2 separate regions of the Sus scrofa genome follow, and region 1 is linked to region 2. The links are chromatin contacts, called in public HiChIP or PLAC-seq maps. All regions are on one chromosome and are shown on one strand. The core of a region is the stretch at or near the end of the contact, and the rest is flanking DNA. Distances in the headings are between cores, read along the strand shown. Region 1 holds the start of WDR55 (WD repeat-containing protein 55). Region 2 holds the start of HBEGF (heparin binding EGF like growth factor).

Region 1 (6,174 bases), core at 382-2,881, 260 kb after region 2:
TGCCACTCAACCACTGACGAGTTCGCCGAGGCCCAGGGGGGCTCCCTGGCCTCCAAATCACCCATCCCCACCCTTTTTTCCCTCTCTGCTTATTGCCAACGATTTGGTTTGGTACTCGCCAAGGGTCACCCCTTCTTTCTGGCTTGGATCCATAGCTGCCTGTCCTGACCTGTGGGCTTACTAGATTCCAGGAATGTCAGATGGCCACCTTAGCCACCGCCTTTGGTTACTTTCACTTGGATAGGGCAAGGGCTTTTTCAGGAAGCCACTTTGTGCATGGCACATAGGAGGCTGAAAATGGGCCCAGTGTGCAATAGCACCTAGGATGGAGAATATCAGACAGTACGTGACACCCTGCATGGTTGTAGGCAGCAGTCCCAATTAAAAAAAAGGTCCCAGAGATGTGGCTCAGATGAAGGTACTAGGACTGAGACTTTATCAAGAGGTTGACAGCCAGTTTATCTTTTTGTCTTTTTTTTTTTTTTTGTCATTTCTTGGGCCGCTCCTGCGGCATATGGAGGTTCCCAGGCTAGGGGTCGAATCAGAGCTGTAGCCGATGGCCTAGGCCACAGCCACAGCAACACGGGATCCGAGCTGCGTCTGTGACCTACACCACAGCTCACGCAACGCTGGACCCTTAACCCACTGAGCGAGGCCAGGGATCAAACCCGCAACCTCATGGTTCCTAGTCAGGTTCATTAACCATTGAGCCATGACAGGAACTGACAGCCAGTTTAAAATAAGTTTCTGCAAGTACCACCAAGCTTTGCGTAAGTGACCAAGATTCTTTTTGGCCACATTGTGAGGGATAAAGACTTCCAACATCACACAAGGGACTTTGAACCTTTCTGAGGTCTCCAACCTAAATTCTTTCACCTCTCTAAGGGGGTTGGCATCAGCATGTAAGGTGCCTTAGGCTTCCTACGATGTGAGAAGGTTCTATTCAGACAGGAGTTCATGCTCCTCCTTTCTTGCCCCACCATACAGTGCTCTCATCTTTGTGGAACCTCTGAAAACCAGAATGTCCAGAACGTCAACGGTCGTGCCCATTTTTCCTTTTTAGCTACCTCCTTGTCAGCTCTGAGGACTGTGCGCTGGCCCAGTCCCACTGAGGGTCTGCAGCAAGTCACCACACAAATCTCTTGAAAGAACCGAAAGACAACCTGAAACATGGGTGATAGTAGGAACGGCCGGGGGCTATTGCTTTAGCCCCGAGGATGAGGACTGACGGCTCAGGTTAGGCGTGTGCGCGGGCTGCCTGCTGTCTACTACCCGCGAATGTCAAGTTCTCTCGGCGTAGACTCTTGTTACTTACTGACCAAACTGGCTGCGGCTTGTCATGGTCTTGACAAGCTGGCGAGCCCTTTTCTATCCCGAGGGCAGGAAGTCATCTTTACTGCCGGAACGAAACTGTCATCATTGATCAGAATAAGAGAAAGGAGTTTAACGCAGTTCCCAGCTTTATGTGAGTCACCAAGGAGGGAGACTGACGGTTGCGCAGCCTGACAGGCCCTGGAACCCACTCCGTGGCAACCCACGGAATAGGCTACAGGCGAGTCTGGCTCCTAGGGTCGGTTCACCCACCAGTTGCGTCCCGCCCCGCCTTTTCCGGGTCATGGGGAACGTCACTTCCTGCCCGGCTCTCTAACCCGGAAGTGGTGCTCCGGGCCACTCCTCCCGCCGTGTGTCTAGTTGTTGTGGGCTCACTGGACAGTTGCTGCGCCGCTCGCATCCTCCGGTTCATGGATCGCACGTGTGAGGAGAAGCCCACGGACGAAGTGAGCGACGAGGAGGACCCCGACTCTACGGAAGCCCCAGCCCGGATCCGGGACACTCCGGAAGACATTGTGCTGGAAGCTCCAGCCAGTGGGTTGGCGTTCCATCCCGCCCGCGATCTCCTGGCGGCTGGGGACGTGGACGGGGACGTGTTCGTGTAAGTGCGGGGCAGGGCTGAGGGCGTGGTCAGCGTGGAGAGTCCGGGGCTGCAGTATCTGGAAGCTCCGCAGGGATGGAGCTGGGAGGAGGAGAGAAAGTTACAGTGAGACTAATTTTACCAGACTCAGTCTTGTCCAGTTCGTTCAGTAACATTCGGCTAAGCAAGTTACCACACAAATCTCTTGAAAGAACTGAAAGACAGAGTGCCTGGAACGTCCTGACGGAACCTGGACAAATAGGCGGACTAGTAGGCGTTCGGGACACTGTTTTTCCCACCACAGTATTGTATTGATCCTGAAACAGGACCGAGGGTGCCCTTGCTTTTGCTTCTTGCCCACTTTAATTCATCTTTTAAAACAGATCTGACCACCTCACTTCTTTGATTAAAACCCTTCAATAGGAGTTCCTGATGTGGCTCAGCGGGTTAAGAACTAGACATAGTGAAGGAGAGAATGGGAGTTCGATCCCTGGCCTTGCTTAGTTGGTTACGGATTTAGTTGCTGCAAGTCACCAATGCGGCTTGGGGAGTTCCCGCCGTGGCTCAGTGGAAGCGAATCTGACTAGGAACCGTGACGTTGCGGGTTCGATCCCTGGCCTCTCAGTAGGTTAAGGATCCAACGTTGCCGTGAGCTGTGATGTAGGTCGCAGACACGTCTGAGGTGCAGCCCTGAAAAGCAAAAAACAAGCAAACAAAAACAAACCAAATGCAGCTTGGATCCTGGGTGGCATAGGCCAGCAGCTGCAGCTTCAATTTAACCTAGCTCTGCAGGTGCGACCCTAAAAAGAGAAAACAGCAACAACAGCAACCACCCCCCCCCACACACACAGTTCTTTGATAGCTTGCCTTTATTCATCGTTACCCTTTTTTTGGGGTGGAGGGGCTTCGCTGAGGCAAGCCTAAGTTCCGAGGGCCAGGTTTCGAACCCGCAACACAGCAGTGACAACTGCCAGATCGGTGACCTGCTGAGACACCAGGGATCTCCTCATCCTTTCCTTTCCTTTCCTTTTTAATGTTCCCTGAAGCCTCAGCTCCTTTGCACATAATTTCTTCTGTCTGGAAAACTCCTTTGCCTCCCTTGCACCAATTGTACTTGAGTTATTAGTGTGTCTTTATTCTTTCAATATACTCCAGACTAAATTGTTAGGTGCTCCCTTGGCACCAAATACTTTTTCCTTATAATTTGTGTGTGTGTGTCTCTTTAGGGTCACACCCACAGCATATGGAAGTTCGCAGGCTAGGGGTAGAATCAGCTACAGCTGCCAGCCTATGCTACAGCCACAGCAACGCAGGATCCCAACTGCGTCTGCGACCTATACCATAGCTCACGGCAATGCTGAATCCTTAACCCACTGATCGAGGCCAGGGATCGAACCCGCAACCTCATGGTTCCTAGTCGGATTCGTTAACCACTGAGCCATGACGGGAACTCCAGTAAATTTCTTAACAGTGTGTAATCATATATTTGTTTGTGTAATTATTTGAATATCATCTCCTCGACTAAAAAATGTTTAGTGGAGGTCACTGTCTTGATGAGCTAGTGGTTAAGGATCTGGTGTTGTCACCGCTGTGACTCTGTTTCCATCCTTCTTCTGGGAACTTCCACATGTGGTAGGTGCGGCCAGAAAGTTTTTCAAACTTTTTTTTTTTTTTAATTTATTTTTTTGTCTTTTTGTCTTTTGTTGTTGTTGTTGTTGCTATTTCTTGGGCCGATCCCGCGGCATATGGAGGTTCCCAGGCCAGAGGTCGAATCGGAGCTGCAGCCACCGGCCTACGCCAGAGCCACAGCAATGCGGGATCCGAGCCGCATCTGCAACCTACACCACAGCTCACGGCAACGCCAGATCGTTAACCCACTGAGCAAGGGCAGGGACCGAACCCGCAACCTCATGTTTCCTAGTCGGATTCGTTAACCACTGCGCCACGACGGGAACTCCGAAACTTTTTTGAGGTTGCCCCAAAATAAAAATAACTTTCATATCATGTGTGATGCACTCTGACATTTTTTCTCTCTTTTTTAACGCTGCATCCATGGCATATGGAAGTACCCAGGCCAGGGATTGAATCTGAGCTGAGACCTTCATCTCAGCTGCTTCATCTCAGGGATTGAATCTGAGCTGAGACCTTCATCCAGCTCTTAAGTTGGATCCTTAACCCACTGTGCCACAGCAGAACCCCCAATATTTTCTGGTTTATTCTGTCATTACTGTGGGCACACAGAATATGTTGATTGCAGGTCACTAATGGTTCATGACTAGAATTTGAAAAACGTCTGGAGTATAATTTGCAGCCTGTTTAGTTCTCCATTTTATCTTTTGCTTCTTGCCCAGGGTGGGTGCTCAATACATGTTTGATTTTGAATAAAAGATGTAGGCTGGAAGCAGCGGAAAACCACTGAAGGCTTTAACCAGGAGAGTTGTGCAATCAGATTTACCTAATGAATTTAAGTAGGGCAAGTTAATTTCTCTTTTTTGTTCCTTACTGTTGGCATTCACAAGTCCCCAGGCCAGGGATTGAACCCAAGGCACAGCTGTAACCAGAGCCACAGCAGTGACAATGCCAGATCCTTAACCCACCGAGGCACGAGAGAACTCCTGTACTTTCATCTTTGAAATGGGAACAATAGGAGTTTCCGTCGTGGCTCATTGGAAACTCGGATCTGGTGTGGCTGTGGCCAGTGGCTACAGCTTCACTTTGACCTCTAGCCTGGAAACCTCCATAAGCTCCCGGTACGGCCCTAAAAAGACAAAGAAAAAAAAAGAAAGAAAATGGGAACAATAGGAAATACTTTGCAGTGAGCTTTGCTCCTTCTATCCATATTCTATCCATATTTTCAATGCCTGGTACTCGGGAGTCACCCTGGACCCCCAACTACCCCCCCCCCAGTTTCAGTTTGTCTCCTCTTCCCTACTTTCAGCCATTGCCTTCTGGAGGCCTCTAATCTCCCATGACCATTCCAGAATGGTGTGGTTCCTTTTGCCCCCAAAGGATTCAATTCAGATTTATGCTGATCAACACGGTTAAGGATTCACTTCAGACTTCCTGGTCGCCATGCTTGTCTCCAGCCCATCTTTTCAAATTCAGCCGCTTCATTCTCTTGCCCCTTGAATCCTCATTGCTTATCTCTGCCCTGGGAGGGACCCTGACATCTGCCTCCAGTATCTGCGCCTTCTTCTCCGCCAGGTGAACTACTTATTCTTCATGGTCCCTTAGCTAGCTTCCCCGGGCTCTCTTCGCTTCCCAGGTAGTCATTCAGTCTGCGACTGTTATTAAGCAGCCTTTTCACGCTGGGCGCGAGGCACCAGGAAAGAGCAAGGGTTCAGGAGGCCCAGTTCTGCCTCAAGCAAAGCGCTTATTCATTTGGCGCCTTCCGAAAATGTGCTGAGGCAGCACCGGGGATGGTCTCTGGACAGGCACTTGCCTCGAAGCCGGTACCGCCCTGCTTCATCTCCATTTTCATCCTACCGCTGTTTCAGTGTGTGGCCACAGTAGGCCGTAATTAATTGGGGCCTTCTCTAGGTCCCACAGACCTGGAGACTTATTTGACTCGTCTTTACATTCCAACTTCTGGGCTGTTCTTCTGTTATTAACTCTTTCTGGACCTCCATAGTGATCTCGACCTAATCTTTCCTCAGGCTGGGGCTTTCAGGGACGATGTGGGGGGCGTGTCACATCACAAAAACGTATTTTGAAAAAAAAAGACCTATGGGGAGTTCCCATTGTGGCGCAGTAGAAACAAATCTGACCAGGAACCATGAAGTTTCGGGTTCGGTCCCTGGCGCTTGCTCAGTGGGTTGGGGATCCGGCATTGCCGTGAGCTGTGGTGTGGGTCACAGATGGGGCTCGGATCCTGTGTTGCTGTGGCTCTGCTGTAGGCCGGCAGCTGTAGCTCCGATTGGACCCCTGGCCTGGGAACCTCCATAGCCGTGGGGGTGGCCCTTAAATAAATAAATAAAGCAAAAGAGACCTAAAATGGGAAGCTTGTTGAAAACGGGACGATGTCACTAGTAATAAGCTCCTTGGGCTTGGAGGTGCCCACGCAGGACCAGGTAGGTGGAAGACGGCTGGCTGGTCTCTGCACTCCCACGCGAGGTGTGGGTCATTCACTGTTCTTCTGCGCCCCCCCCCCCCACAGCTTTCGCTACTCCTGCCAAGAGGGAGACACCAAGGAGCTCTGGTCCTCAGGTCACCACCTCAAGTCCTGCCGTGCTGTCGTCTTCTCCGAGGATGGGCAGAGTGAG
Region 2 (7,219 bases), core at 2,103-4,602:
AGAGAAGGTACTTGGAGGCTATGTTAGAGGGAAGATTATTTTTTTTTAATGTTGCAAAATTTTTAAATATTTTTATGGATCTACAGTTGCTTTATGATATTGTGTTTGTTTCCAAGAGCGTTGCTTTTTAGACATCAGGCGAAATATTTACCCTGCTCTGTGCTCTTGGCAGCTAGTCGCTTCTCTCAAAGGTTTCTTTGCATTTATCCCCAAAGGTCCCGTGTATAGCTCTCTAGGATGGAGCGTACAGTGCACGAGAGGTAGAGAAATGGAAAGTAAAACTATCAGAAGGAACTAGAACTGTGGTGACTCTCCCCATTCTTTTCATACTTCGAAGGGGCAAAACAACCTCTCAGACATCCAGCCAGGACTGACCAGGGGCTGCTCCCATCAGCCCAGGGCTCTCATGCCAGTCCCCTCTCCCCTGCCTCCAGCAGAAAAAAAGGGGCCTGATCTCTATGGCTGTAGTGACGTGTCCAGCAGAAGGGTGAGCATCATACATTAGACTGGAGTCCTAGGATGCTCAAGGTGGAATTGATTTAAAAAAATATAGCTTTCTGGAGTTCCCATTGTGGCGCAGTGGTTAATGAATCCAACTAGGAATCATGAGGTTGCAGATTCGATTCCTGGCCTTGCTCAGTGGGTTAAGGATCCAGCATTGCCGTGAGCTGTGGTGTAGGTCACAGACGCGGCTCAGATCCCTCCTTGTTGCTGTGGCTCTGGTGTAGGCCGGTGGCTACAGCTGCGATTAGACCCCTAGCCTGGGAACCTCCATATGCCGCGGGAGTGGCCCTAGAAAAGGCAAAAAGACAAAAAAAAAAAAATATACACACACACACACACACACACACACACACACAATATAGCTTTCTGGAGTTCCCATCGTGGCAGAGTGGAAATGAATCTGACTAGGAACCTTGAGGTTGCAGGTTCGATCCCTGGCCTTGCTCAGTGGGTTAAGGATCCGGCGTTGCCATGAGCTGTAGTGTAGATCATAGATGTGGCTCAGATCTGATGTTGCCATGGCTGTGGTGTAGGCCAGCAGCTGTAGCTCTGATTGGACCCCTAGCCTGGGAATCTCCATATGCCACTGGTGCAGTCCTAAAAAGCTCTATCTTTCCATTTCCAGGTGAAAAACTTGAGGTGCCAAGAGTCAGTGACCTGCCCAAGGTCATGCAGGGTTGGGATCTGAAATGTGGTCTCTGGACTCCACGTCCAGTGCTCTTTCTAACACACCAAGCTGTCTCTCTCTCTCACACACACACACACACCCTGTCCTAGACGAGCCCAGAGCACCTGGGATGCTGAGCCAGGAGTGAGACAATAGATGGGCTAAAGTCAGCAGACTTGTGCTTCAATTTCAGCCCTGTGGTCTTGGGCAAAACACTTCATCTCTCTGAACCCTGTGGTTTTCAGTAAAAAGTCGGGGGCAGGGGTTCCTATCTCAGAGGGTTGTAATGAGGATTAATTAACCCACAAAAACATATTGAGTGCTTCGTACATAGAAGGCACGTAATAAATGGCAACATTTTTTTTTAAGGTGATAGGATCCCTAGAACTGAAAAAATGGACTTTTTGCCCAGCAAACCCAAGACAAGGGAAGTGGCAGGTGCCAGCAGTCCCGTAGCCGCCTCCCCAACCCCCCGGCTCTTCTGGTGCAACCCCAGACCCCTTCAGAACTCAGAAGGTAAGGCGGATGCTCAGAGGAAGCTGCTGACCAGAGCTGCAGCGAAACTGAGGCAGAAGGGCCAAGCTGGTCAGAAAAGGGAGGGAGAGAGTGACAGGGGGACAGCTAGGCTCCTGCCGGGGAGAGGGAGCAGTGAGTCAGGTCTGCAGAGGTATGAGGAGCAGCTGTGTGGGTGGAGGGTGAGTCACGGCCCCGCTCTGCCCTGCCTAGAAGGACAGGGCCAGGAGGATCCAGGTTGTTCAGGCCAAGGGTGACCCCAGAGGGCCACTGTCAAGAGGATGGAAGGCAGGAGCCCAGCCTCAGCTTTGGAGCAGACCCTGGGTTTATACACAACACCTCAGGGAAGCTGAGTGAGTAAGAAGAGGGGTAGCTGAGGAGCAGGCGGAGCTAGAACAGGTGGGTATCTTTGCAGCCAAATATAGTCATTCCAGGGCTCCAGGGCTCAGTCCCTGCTCCACCCTCAAGCATCTCTGCAGGTGGCTGGGGGCAGGGAAGCGAGCAATACCGGAGGCTCTGGACTCTGCCCTGTACTTGCACTCATGTGCTCAGCCACGGCGCTCGGCTGGTGGGAGGATCCCACCAGCCCTTCCTCCCTTGAAGTCTCTCTCAGGGACTCAAGGTGGTCAGGAAGTATCCGGGCGTGGGGAGACTTGGGAGACACCCAGCATTTCAATACAGCTCTCTAGGAACCCAGTGCTCACTCTTCACAGCCCTCCCAGGGGGAGCTGGTCTCTGCAGGGACCAAGAGTTCCTCATTTCCCTCCGTTTGCCCAACCTGGAGACAGGTGGACGGAGGAGGCTAACAGGACACACCTCCTAGGTGCCCAGCATCCGAACATCTGTTACCTTGTTTTATGCATAAAAGTCATTTGATGTAGAAACTAGGACTTGTGCCCCTTTTTACCTAGACACTCTAAGGGAAGCATCTCAAGCATTCCTTGCATCTCTCACCCAGTTTACCTCAGAGGAATGGACCGAGCCCAGACACCTTGCCTGTCTCAATTTGCCCCCAAGTATCCAGAAGGGCAGCAAGGAGCCACGTGAGACCCCAGGGCGAGAAAGACAACAGGACCTACATTCTAGGATCCCCCAGGGAGCTTGGCAGGCCAAGGGGCTTTTCCTTGAAGTCCTCCCTCCCTGAAAACCCCCAAACCGCAGGTGTGTGCAAGCAGCATCCTTGCCAGATCCACTTATTCTTCAACTGCCCACCAAGGTCCAAGGACGGACAGCCCCAGCACTAACCTCTCAAAAGGTCCAGGTCTGCCTCTTCCAAGTCCAGGACTTCCCGGCCTCGGCCACCTCCCGGGGGCAGCAGCTGGTCCGTAGATTCGGTAGGGGAGACCAGATTGCTGGTTCCATCCGCCAGCCCCCTCCGCAGGCGCTCCAGGCTCTCGCCGGTCACCAGCGCCGAGAACACTGCGGGTGAGGGGCAAGGCCGCATCAGACCCCCCGCCCAGACCCCCGTCGCTACGTACCGCAGCCGGCGCCCGCCCGCCAGGGAACACGGGCCCCACCAAGTGGCCCGCGCCGGGGACGCAGCAGCGATCTCCCTCCGTGCCCCCCGGCAGAGCGTCCCCATCCCCCCCGACCGACCCCCGGGAGCGGCAGCAGCCCTCCTACCTGCAGCCAGAAAGAGCTTCAGCACCACCGACGGCAGCAGCTTCATGGTCCCGGGCCGGGCGGAGGCGGCGAGGCAGCGATCACTTTAGAGGCGGCGGCGGGAGCTGGGCGCTGGCACGGGAGCCGGGGCGGGCAGAGCGCAGGAGACCCCGCCGGGCACGATCTGCTGCCGGCCTTGGGGTGCAGGCCTGGCTGGGATGTGCGGGGAGCTCGCGGCTGCCCGGCGCCTCTCTCGTTCACTCCGTCTGTCGGTTCGTCTGTCCGCCCGCCCGCCCGAGCCCTTGCGCCTCAGCCAGGCCAGCCGCGTGCCGCGCGCAGCTCCCTCGGTCGACTGAGCGCCGCTCGGCGCGCGGCCGGGAATAAAGCTCCGCGAGGCGCCCAAGCTCCGCCCCGCCTCCCGCCGCCCCCTCCACCCCCCCCCCCGCCCGCCCCGCGCGCCGGGACGCCCGCCCGGCTCCCGGCGCCGGCCGCGCAGCCCCCGACCCCGCGGGCGCGGCGGGGAAAGGGGGCGGGAGCGAGGGGCGGCGCTCACATATTTTGGGACCAGGCCAGGGCGGCCGCGGCCTGACTGTGGGTAGGGCTGCTGACCGGCAGGTGGCGGGGACCCGGTCCTACCTTTCCCCAAATGCTTGTCGCGCGGCAGCCCTGTGACGGCTGAGCGGCGCTTCGCCCTTGGACGCTCCTCGTCTCTTCCAGGCCTGGTCCCTCCCGGCATCCCTGTTCTAAACCAGGGATCCCCCACTCAGGTCATCATTTGAGCTTCAGATACCCGCTTCTTTGCCTCCCCACAAATCAAGGAGTACATAATAATTAACTCATTTATCATTTGAAAATTAGACAATGAAAGCCAACAGGTCTCAGGTGAGCCTGAGAGGTTACCAGAGTGGCAGCTGCAGGCCCTTGGTATCCATCCAGCAAAGGCGAAGAAAGTTACCAGTATTCTTTCAGCCGCTGGAGAGGCTTCTCCCCATCTTTGTCTCAGTGGACATAGTCTCCATTAAGATTTTTGAACTATGGGTTATAATTCCCAGGCTTCCGGCATCGGAGGGAGAGACACAGGCTGCGAAACAAGCCTTCGAATCCCATCATCTTCCGCCAGCGTGGGAACTGGGCCCCTCCCGCAGGCCCCAGCTAGTTAGCCTAGGTTATTGCGTTCAACAGGTGCCAGGAGTTCCCGGCGTGGCTCAGTGAAAACGAATCTAACTAGGAACCATGAGGTTGCGGGTTCAATCCCCGGCCTTGCTCAGTGGGTTAAGGATCTGATGTTGCCGTGAGCTGTGGTGTGGGTGGCAGACGCGGCTGGAATCCCGCGTTGCTGTGGCTCTGGTGTAGGCTCTGATTAGACCCCTAGCCTGGGAATCTCCATATGCCGCAGGAGTGGCCCTAGAAAAGACAAAAAAAAAAACAAAAACAAAAACAAAAAAACAGGTGCCAGGAGATTGATGTGTTTCTCTTCCATCCGAAGTATTTTTACAGGGGTCTTCTGGAGTCAGTGTCCTGGCCCAAAGAAATGACTCTCTCAGTAGGCATTTCAGCTCCCAGGGACGTGCTGGGGCGGGAGTTGTATGACACAGGGCTGGGTTGGCATTCAGAGCCCTCAAGTTGTGCCAGATAGAGCTGCTGGCCTGATGCAGCCCATGTGTAGGGATAAAAACAGGCCTGCTATTTATACACAGTCTATCCCACTCTCCCTCCTCATCCCCGCTTGTGTAGGGGTCAGTGGGGCGCTGTGCGCTTTAATTTGCCCCAGCAACTCGCTCCAGATTCCGGTTTCCACGATGCTGGAATCACGAAAGTCCCAAACTGGAATCCTGATGTTGCTTCTTACTGTGTGACCTTGGACAAATATTTAATGTCGCTGAGCCTCAGTTTCCACATCTCTCCAACGGAGACAACAATAATAATAACACCTACTTTGTAGACAGCGTCTTGAAGCTTGCCCTCGGGAACACGTATGAAGGACTTAGTACAGGGCCAGACATAGTATAATGACTGTGACCTATTGTTATTGTTATATTACTAAGCATTGTACACGGACCATTGCTTTTCCTTAGAAACCTTTTTTCTCTCCCTTTCCCAGAGGTCTGAGACGCCATGTGTAGTTGACTTGGTTTTAGGAGGAAACTCACCTATCACCCGTTTGGCTAAATGCCACTTTGGGATTGTTCCTCTGGGTGATCAGTATCGGGCCGAGAACCTCAGTAGCTGTCACCACCCAGGCCACACCTTTGTTCTCCCTCAGCAACTGCCTGGCCACCTGCTTCCCTAAAACAAAACCACCTTGGGGTCAGGGCTCTCCTGAAGGGAGGAGGAAGGGAAACACTTCCTGCCACCCGGCCAGGTCACCCCTCCTGCCCCCAGCACGGCAGGGTCACACCCTACTCTCCTGCCCCAGCCTGCCTCTGCCTTCACAAGCTCTGTCCTTCCGCCTTCTCACCCCCACATCAGCCTTAGCCCATTCATGGGGCAACTCCAAGCTTTCATCACCCCTGCGAGCCTCACCCCTGCGAGCTTTGTGTGTCAGCCAGGTTTTATGGGAAGGGCCTGGAAAATGAAGACAAAAGACCTGGAATGGTTGGGGGACAGTCACTTCTCCTCTCAGAACCTTGAGCGTCTTTCGATTAGAAAAAGTAAACGTCGTGGCACAGCGGAAACGAATCCGACTAGGGATCATCAAGTTGCCGGTTCCATCCCTGGCCTCGCTCAGTGGGCTCAGGATCCGGCATTGCCGTGAGCTGTGGTGTGGGTCACAGACGTGGCTCGGATCTAGTGTTGCTGTGGCTGTGACGTAGGCCAGTGGCTAAAGCTCCGATTAGACTCCTAGCCTGGGAACCTCCACATGCCTCAGGTGCGGCCCTAAAAAGGACAAAAGACAAAAAAAAAAAAAAAAAAAAAAAAAAAAGTAAACTTGGAGCTCCCCGCTGTGGTGCAATGGGATTGGCAGTGTTCTGGGAGTGCTGGGATGTGGGTTCGTCCCCAGCCTAGCACAGTGGGTTAAGGATCCAGCATTGCCAGAGCTGCGGCTTAGTTGAAGGCTGTGGCTGGGATCTCTGTATGCCTCGGGGCAGCCCCCAAAAAAGAAAGAAAGAGTAATCACGATTCATGCTGGGACAGCATCACTAACTCATTTATTCCACAAACAAGCAATGAATCGTTTTTTGGGCACTAGGACACAGCGATAAACCACAGAGCCACGGATGTGCTCTTACGGAGCTAACATTCTACAGTAGGGCGAGGGGCAACACATTAAATAAAGTAAAAAGGAAAACAGGAGGTCCTCTTGTGGTTCAGCAGATTAAGAACCCTCACAGAGCTGTGTCTCCATGAGGATGCGGGTTCTATTCCTGGCCTCGCTCAGTGGGTTCAAGATCCGGCACTGCCACGAGCTGTGATGGAGGGCTCGGCTGCAGCTCCAAATCGACCTTTAGCCCAGGGACTTCCATATGCCACAGGTGCAGCCATAAAAAACTTAAATAAAGAAAATAAGAAAGGAAAGTAGAGGAGTTCCCTTGTGGTGCAGTGAGTTAAGGAGCTGGCATTGTCACTGCTGTGGCTCGGGTTGCTGCTGTGGTACAGGTTCAGTCCCTGGCCCAAGGACTTCCACATGGCATGGGTGCAACCAAAAAGAAAGAAAGACAAAAAAAAAAAATGAAAATAGAGTCTATGATAAGTGCTAAAATGAAAGTTAAAATTCAACGATATACCATAGGATGATGTTTCCCAGGGCTTGCTTGGAACAACACTTGAGATTTGGTGGCTGATGAGCAAAAGTCTCTCTGAGCCTGTGACCTATAAGCTGATGCCTGAACAAGTGGAAGGAATCAAACTTGCGATGATGCATGGACAAAGCATTCTGAGCCATGCAGATAGGGCAAAAACTCTGAGGTGGGAACAAGCTTGGAGCATGCAGGG

The links. HiChIP or PLAC-seq counts read pairs in DNA pulled down with a chosen protein or histone mark.
Region 1: an H3K27ac HiChIP or PLAC-seq map of alveolar macrophages shows a contact between it and region 2. The contact joins the promoter of WDR55 here to the promoter of HBEGF in region 2. A contact is called at or near these places in 2 of 5 promoter capture datasets (both in liver) and 1 of 2 datasets of contacts at active chromatin or transcription factors (alveolar macrophages).

Annotation. Positions count from the first base shown.
Region 1 is chr2:142,376,836-142,383,009 of Sscrofa11.1, forward strand. It overlaps WDR55 (WD repeat-containing protein 55), which reads left to right and starts at 1,632. Exons shown (of 7, transcript XM_003480931.4): 1 at 1,632-1,933; 2 at 6,069-6,169. The coding sequence starts at 1,743.
Region 2 is chr2:142,111,535-142,118,753 of Sscrofa11.1, forward strand. HBEGF (heparin binding EGF like growth factor) reads right to left here and starts at 3,353. Exons shown (of 5, transcript NM_214299.1): 1 at 3,308-3,353; 2 at 2,930-3,103. The coding sequence starts at 3,353.